2 separate regions of the Zea mays genome follow, and region 2 is linked to region 1. Evidence: chromatin contacts called from public Hi-C data. All regions are on one chromosome and are shown on one strand. Each heading gives the region's core, a stretch centred on a gene start, on an enhancer-like site or on the middle of the called end of the contact. The rest is flanking DNA. Distances are from core to core; before and after follow the strand shown. Region 1 holds the start of LOC103650495 (WPP domain-associated protein). Region 2 holds the start of LOC103650497 (Chaperone DnaJ-domain superfamily protein).

What was found. Hi-C and Micro-C count contacts between places; a contact is called where the count stands out from the background.
Region 2: a Hi-C map of tassel shows a contact between it and region 1, with 3 times the contacts expected there. The contact joins the promoter of LOC103650497 here to the promoter of LOC103650495 in region 1. A contact is called at or near these places in 3 of 25 Hi-C or Micro-C datasets (ear, leaf and tassel) and 1 of 3 datasets of contacts at active chromatin or transcription factors (seedling).

Annotation. Positions count from the first base shown.
Region 1 is chr3:124,325,040-124,329,298 of Zm-B73-REFERENCE-NAM-5.0, forward strand. It overlaps LOC103650495 (WPP domain-associated protein), which reads right to left and starts at 2,013. Exons shown (of 5, transcript XM_008676081.2): 1 at 1,470-2,013. The coding sequence starts at 1,490.
Region 2 is chr3:124,569,076-124,573,334 of Zm-B73-REFERENCE-NAM-5.0, forward strand. It overlaps LOC103650497 (Chaperone DnaJ-domain superfamily protein), which reads right to left and starts at 2,099. Exons shown (of 9, transcript XM_008676083.4): 1 at 962-2,099; 2 at 100-229. The coding sequence starts at 1,282.

The DNA.
Region 1 (4,259 bases), core at 763-3,262:
ATAGAATGGCAACACTTGTTAATATATAGTTGGTAACATTAATGTAGGGACGGAAAGAGATTTCTTTATGTGGAAGGCAAATGCATCCGAACATTCTCGGTTCGGTTTATGTATAATATTCTAACCCCAAATTCAAATTAGCCTCGCTGGCTGTGGAAACTAAAACTTCCTCTTAAGATCAAAATCTTCCTCTGATATCTAGGAAGAGGATCGACTCTTACTAAGGACAATTTGAAAAAAAGAATGTGGAAAGGAAGCCTAGAGTGTAGTTTATGTAACCAAAATGAAACAATCCAACACCTCTTTTTCAATTGTTATTTAGCTAGAGCGGTTTGGAGAATTATTTTTATTGCTCTAAATATAGAAAGACCCATTAATATTAATCATATTATAAGGATGTGGCAAAGTAGTAAAAGGATTGCTTACAAAAACAATTGTTAATAGGGGGTAGCAGCCATGTTTTGGTCAATCTACCTATACCGTAATGATATAGTTTTTAATAAAAAACAGATACCTTCAATCATGCAGGTGATTTTTAAGGGGTCTTACTGGCTCAGATTTTGGAGGTTATTGCAAAAATAGGATTTACACCAAGATATCAAAGATGTTTGCCGTGCAATGAAAATAGTGGCAATGGATATCTTTGCAACACATGGTTGGAGATGTAATGCTAGAAACTGTGTTATGATATTTTTATTTTAGTTGGGTTGAGTATGTGATGTTTTTACTATAGTTGGATTGTTTATGTTGATTGTACTATGAAGTCATATGTATCCTTGATGCAAAAGGCTGGAACATGGTTTCTCCATTAAAAAAAAAGAAGAGGATGTGGTCTGAGGGCTGAGGCTCATCATCGTTCTCGTACCCTACTATGAGAATGATGAGCAGTTAGCTGTTACTCCTGTTAGCATACCTAATACATACTTGAAAAAAGAAGGTTGCAGAAAATGTTGTCCAACCCGTGTAAAACTATAGCGATGTAGCAAAAGGTAAGGTTTTTTGTATGAAGGAGCGGACACTGGCACAGTAGCATGCGACGTTGACCAAATATTTACCCCAACCCCACGACCTACAGTAATTTGCCGCGGCAAGAAGCAAGATTGATGCTCACACAACATCTCCCTCTTTAAGCAACTGCGACTTCACCACTAACCTAATCTAGCACTGACCACCGGCGGTTCCAGTAATTGTTCACCCCTCAAGGCGAAGCGACGATCTAATTGTACTGAAAAAAAAGACAGCGGATTGTGGACCACAGCCAGCCTGCCAAGTGCCAACCAACGCAAGAGGAATATGAATGAACTGTGCCATCTGCACATGCATATTCCTCTGCTCATATCACACCAAATCCAGAAGCAAACCAAAAAACAATCTAACAAGACAAAGAAAACGAATCGGTCGCTGGCGGCTGCGCTGCACCGTGGCGCTGAAACGGGAGGAGGGTTGGCGAGCAGAAGTGCAGAACTCACCAGGTCGGCGGCCGCCTCCATCTCGCCGCCGTTGCCGGACCCGGACGGACAGAGGCGGACTACGCCGCACGCGCTTCGGCGAGGCCCTCGGACCTCTTGGCCTCCTCTGCTTGCTCCCCTCCGCCGCCGCGATCCTGCGCCGCGTCAGAGACCTCTGGCTCCGCTCTGCCCCCTCCGTGGCTCGCTCGCTGTGGTTGCAGTTGCAAAGGTCGCGACGGGCGGGAAAACGAAAGGAGGCGCGGCGCGGCGAGATTCAAGGGAAAGGCGAGGCCCGTGTCCTGTAAAGGCGCCCCCTTTTCGGTGCGTCCTGTTGCCTCCCCGCGCCGCTGCTCGATTGCGCAATCATCAGACGCCAAATCGCTGCGCTTAACTGGGAATCGGGGAAAGGGAAACCAGCGCCGGGCAACCGCTCCCTTGTCTCTTCGTCTTCGTGACTTGGTTCCTCTGTGTGTGTGTGGACTGTGGAGACCGGTCCCTGCCTCCCTGGTGGGAGAGAGAGAGAGAGGTGGTTGCTCTGCTTTGGCGTGGGTTCAGTGGTTCACACGGGATGACGGGACGGACTGGGGCAAGAGACAGGTAGGAAGACGGCGACGCTGACGGTGAAGCGTCGTCCCGGGACGGCGCCTGCTTGGTTGGACCTCACGCGGTCACAGGCGCCCGCGGCCCGCGCCACTGCTGCAGGGATATGCTCGGACAGAAAAAATTCAAAAAAATTTCTCCAAAGAACAGAAAACTCACATAAAATCTTGACGTGGATTGTTTCGTATACTTCGGGTGATCGGGTCTGTTTGATGTGACAAACATTTTTCCGACCAGTTTTTAATAACTGATTTATAGAAACTGATTTATATCTTAATTTATAAAAATTGAATTTACGGTTTCTTAAAAACCAAGAAGCTAGCTTCTCCTAGCTTAAAAAATAAAAATTGATTCCTTAAAAACTAGATTGCTTTCATACATGACCTAATTTTAGCACTTTGGTTTTAAAACAGGTTGACTAATAAATTAGTTAATTGTTAGCCAAAAAGCTAATTGTTTGCCTAGTACCCGTTTGACTTTGCTAATAGTTACCGGTAGATCATAAAAAGAGAAAAGACGATCTCTCTATCCTCGAGATCCTCGTCAGTTTCTTTACTTTCTCTTTTGAATAATTGTTTGCAATGCAGTGTAAAACACATAATATTTACTATGTCTTAGACATCTATTAGCTAAGACTCCAAATATCCCATGACTAAATGTTTGCCATCTAATTATTTACGGGCTAATTGACAAACATTAGCTAGGAGGATCCAAACAGGACCTTCATATGCTACAGAAAATAGAATTTCGACGAGAAGATCAAATTTCATATTTATCGACACGAACCTATTTGATTTTCACCTTTGTCGGTGACCATCTTTACACTACAAACTAAGAGATGTTGCACATACCATGCTCACATAAATACTTTCTCCGTTCTAAAATAGTATTCGTTTTAGGGTGTTAATGGATTCATGCAATATGTTTTATATATGTATCTAGATTTATTATCATGTATTTGAATATGGAAAAAAGATAAAGAAGTAACAGGTATTGTGGGACGGAGGGAGTATTAATCAAACACAAAACAAAGTCAAGCATCTTTTTGAAAACCACTTATCATTGAATCATCTATCGTGGAACTGAGGGAGGGAGTGTTAGTCAACACAAAACAAAGTCAACCATCTTTTTGACAACCACTTATCACTGAACATCGCAGCATATCTCAACCATGTGTTTGCATCTTCACTCTCACTAACGAGTGGTAAGCTCTTGTTTACCTGCAATGTCAATGTGATGGCATCTCGAACGATGTACTTGTGTAACGATCATGTTTCTGTATCACTCCAATAAATTTAATGGTTGACAAAGTAGCACCTCGATTAATGCAATATATAGTTGCACTAAGCATGCACAATGCACAATGGATCAATATCTTCCGTAATGGTACGGTAGCAGTATAATACTCGTCCCTTTTACCCCACACATGACATACTTCTCAGCTTCTTCTGATCCGTACGAGAAACCATAATTAGGTGTTAAACGATGATCTATAACTGTCATAATCATCGTCCCCAGTGGCGGAGGACGCTAGAAAATTTAGGTGTTGCTAACGCAAGAAAAAATAAAATTTATAACACAGTATAAAATAACTTGTAGCTACAAAATAAACAATAGATGTTGAAAAATACCTTATTTAATAGTCATCTTGATTACAATCCATTTACAAACAAACGCCATATAGAGAATAAAATCTGGAATAAAGAAATAATGAGTTACGAATGGCAAATTGAAGTAAAAATTGTTGAACAAGTGAAATAAGAATATACCTTTAGTTGAGTCTAGTTCTATGAGATCTAGGTAGAGATGGCAATGGGTAAAAACCCGCAGGGTATTACTTGCCCAAACCCATACCCGCGAAGAAAAAATGCGCCCGCTAAAAAACCCATACCCACGACGGGTATAAATTTTTGCCCAAACCCATACCCATGCGGGTTTCGGGTACCCAACGGGTTTCCCATACCCACTAACATCAACATAACAAATAATCCATCATGTAAATGACAATCAATACATTAATAAGCTATCATAAAATGAACAAGTGATAACTAATTTTAGCTTAAAATTTGTTACATGAAGTTTATTTCAATTAGAACATATTCAATTAATAATATTATGAGACATATTTATAAGGAATGTTGATTTCAAGGCGGGTTTTAAAAACCCATGGGTTTGCGGGTATGGGTAGTGGAAGAACAAACCCATGCCCAC
Region 2 (4,259 bases), core at 849-3,348, 240 kb after region 1:
CAAATAAATATGACTAGTAGGGGAACAAGAAACAGGTTAGAGACTTGTAGGAAATATAAGCATTCTCAGGAGCAGATTTGTAAGTTTAAATAAACAAACCTCCAGCAACTAGAAGCATTCCTGTAATCCAGAAGTAGCCATACATCCACATAATCAATATGCCAAACAGCCCAACAATGAGAAGGCCAGGTGTATAGCCCATATAGTGAACAACTGCAGCAGCAGCACCCTGAAATGTTGAGCTATTAAAAAATTAGCAAACAACATACCTGCAGATACTTTTTGCAAGTAAAAGCTACATACTATACAAGTACATTTGATGACAATGAACAACGCAGTCAGAATGAAAATATCCGTAATCAAATCTTGTATAATATGAACAACACAGTCATATTATACCAAAGTAGGACTGCGTTGTTCATATTATAACAGGACTAGGTCAGGTCATATTCATCCAACTGTTGTGTTTCATCACCATCCTAATAACTTTGGTAGCAAACCAAAGTACCAAACCAAACAGAAGCTTAAAACGCAGTGAGCAGTTCACATATGTTACTACTACTAAGTTGCAAGAATCATGTTTTTGGTAGCAAAACAAACTAGATAGGACTAGCTAGTAGTATAAAAGAAGTTGAAAACGCAGTGAACGGTTCATAGATATTACTTTGAGATATCACAGAAGAAGCTTACTACTAAAAGCTTCACACAAACATTTGGCAGCAACACATGAAGACAACCAGTGGTGGCACAGTTTGAGCCATCCTATCCTATTTTTTTCACCATCCATCAGGCAACACTTTAACCACTTTCGTAAAGAAATGTAACCTCACATGCAACGCAAAGTTGGATAAGCAGCACATGCCAAGATTTAGAATCCGTCACCCAAAATCCTTATCCGGTAAATCAAATCTGAGCTAAAGTCCAGAAGCAACAAGGCAAGTAGGATTTGCTGAGCACGAACCAGGCTAAGAAGCGCGTAGAGGGCGCACGCCGGCGAGGTCATGCACACGAAGAAGCTCCAGAGGATGACGAAGACGGCGGCAGGGCCGAGGCTCGCCACCGCCAGCACCCCGCGCGCCATACACCCACGCCATTGCCGCAGTGCGGCGAGCGTGAGGCGCGAGGAGGTGGCGCAGCCCCGGGACACGGCCGGCCAGTGGCGATCGACCAAGAAGGCGAGGCGCTCCCTGCTGCCGCACGCCGCCGTGTGCGCCCACGCCAGGATGTGCTTCTGGGACAGCACCCACATCCACGCCTGGTTCCACAGCCCCAAATCCTCCATGGACTGGAAGCCGCACGAAACGCCGAAATCCAATCGGAATGCTCAATCCAGAGAACGCAAGAGCACCATCTCTCTCCCCCCAACCGAACACAAAAGGAAAACTCCTCTACGATAACCGAAGCAGCAGCTCGCTAGGCTGGACCCTCGGTGGCAAGAATCTGCTTCCCCCAAGCCAATCCAACAACTCCAGGAAGAGGGATAAGCGCCGCAACCAGCTCAAGAACTAGCCAAGAACCACCGCTCCCCACCGGGTCAGAGTCAGACACGACCCAACACACTGAATCGAGCCCTAAACCCACTTGCCGCCACCTCAGCTGAATTGGGCGGGGACGGCAGCTCCCTGGAAACCGCCGCTTTAGATAGGGGCCAAGAAACGATGACAGAACACTGGGGAGCCTAGGAAAGGCACCATCTTTCGCACGGGCCGCGGGCCGCCGACACCTGCGGATGGATCTTGCGACGGTGAGTCGGCGGGGGCGGGGGTAAAATAGACGGGAATCCGAGCTTTGGTGCAGGCGGCGTCGCTCTCTTTTGCTGGCTGCGCTCGGCTTGGCTCGTGACAGAAGAGGGACTGCCGTGGAGTTAAAAGCGAAAAGAGAATACGAAGGAGAGATCTTGCGAAAGAGGGCAGAGGGAGAAAAGATGAGGAGAGACAGGATTAGGGCTGTAGCTTGGGAATAGTGCGAGTGGAGAGATGAGAGGAGACAGTGTTGATTGCTACTTTCAATGGAACGGGGGAAGCATGGGCACTGGGCAGAGGAGAGGAGACGGGTGCTACTGCTCAGTGGTGAACTGCTGATGGATTTGGGACGACTGGTTACTGGTTAGAGAGGGAAAAGGAGGTGTTTTGTTCTGCTGCAGAAGAGATTAAACTAAGAAAGGTCAGAGAAGCTGCCAATTGAATGAGTAACAGTGACACCAGCAGGAGGAGGATGAGTGACAGGTAGTGACTGAGATTTTAACAATTTTATGAGTTTGGGAAAATTTTCAATAACTCCTCCGTTTAATTGATGATGATGAGAATGGAAATTAATACTGGTTCAAAACATGGGTACACCAATAGTAATAGATAAAGAGAAAACGTGGTACGAGAACAAAGTTCATTTATGCTCTTGTGCTTAAACTTGAGCTATTAATCACCATAATAATGGAGTGTTTAGCTGCTTATAGGGTATGTTTGTTTTCATCGCACTAAAGTTTAGCACAACACTTTTTGCTAAAATTTACCACGTAGAGAACCAAACATACATACTAAAAGGGTAGTGCTAAAGTTTAGAGCAACTCCAATACTTTTCTAAAATACTTCCTAAATCAATAATTTAGGTAGTTAATCCAAAAACTCCTCCCCAACAGTTCTGTAAATAAACTTACTAAATTTAGTTATGTCTCGTCTAGCCTTGTTTTCTCCGTACATTTGACAACTATTTACCAACTCCCAAAACATAATATTGGCGCATTTTTTATTTCGACGTCTTTCTCCATTCTACAGAGCCCATGTGTCGACAGCAGGAGATGCACAATTGCAACAGCTAGTAAAGCTAGAGATTAAATGTTAGATAATGCCACAATTGCACATGCATAGGTCGAGAATAAACAAACAAATAATTGTGGCAAGAAATCAAAATGCAAACACATCGTGTTGAATCAGTTGACGTGACGAGGTCACAATTTTGAGATTGAGTTACCAAAGGAAGATGAAAACAAAAAGGGAGAAATGATTGGTCTCACTCAAAACCGGTGACATGACAAGTTTTAACATATTTAGAAAGTAATATATAGAGAACTATTAGATGAGATGAGTTTTTTTTACTTCTTATTTTATTTAAGGACTTGCTAAATTTAAGATTTAGTTAGTACAATTATATATAATTATTGGAGCAGCTCTAAAGTAACCTACACTATGGATAGCCTTATTTAAGATCCACCCTAGGTGACATTAAATTGAAATGTGTAAGGTTCGCAGGGTTAGCTTAGGAAATATGCATAGGAAGTTGTGAAGCGTCGTATACAGTCAGCTGTCACCGAGCGAGCGTATTTTAAAATCGCCAATAATCATGTCTCAGAGAAAAGAAGTAAGAAATGTTGATGCCACAGGAAACTGCTGAGCTACTTTTTAGGTAGCAATATTGAACTGAGTCTTTTTCAAACAAAAACTATGGGCCTATTTATGGTGTGTTTGCTTGTCTAAAAATAGTTATAGCTCAATTTTTGTTGAAAAATAGTTTTTTGTGGAAAAGCTATTTCATAAATCATTAGGAAAAAATGACTTATCATTAATTTTATAGAACACCTCGAGCCAATGAAGCCAGGATTTATGCTTTTTTAGCTCGGAGTGCTTTTTGGAAGAAAACGTTTTTGTTTAGCAGTTTGTTTGATAGGGCTCTGGCTTTTTAAGTTGTGCCAAAACAGGCACTTAGCATCGGCCTAGCTTTAATGATGAGCAAGAGGCACACCAAACCGACGAGCTTCTAGGGATGAAAGGAGTCATTGGTTGATTTTATGGTATGGTAGCTGAAAGGGAAATATGTCTTATACCTTTTCCTAAATGATTTTAGTGGTTGAATGTCCAACATAAATAATTGGACTAACTAGTTTACTGTAGATTATATATTCTACAGGTGCTAAAGGTTCAACACAAACCAATAAAAAGATTAAAGTTAGGGTTCAAAAGAAAGTAGCAAAGGAAACCGAAGATAACCCTGGTCTGATGCACGAACTGTTCGGTGTGCCACCGGACAGTGTCCGGTGTACCAGGGGCGATCGACTCAAACTCTTCACATTTGGGTTTCTAGAGAGCCGCTCCGCTATAATTCACCGGACTGTCCGGTGTGCCAGCGGAGCAACGGCTAAGAAGCGCAACGGACGACTCCAACGGTAGCCTGCAAACGTGAATAGTGCGCAGACAGTTCGCGCAGAGTCAGAGCAGCGGCAGAAGGCGCACCGGACAGTGAAAAGTGCTTGTCCGGTACGGCACCGG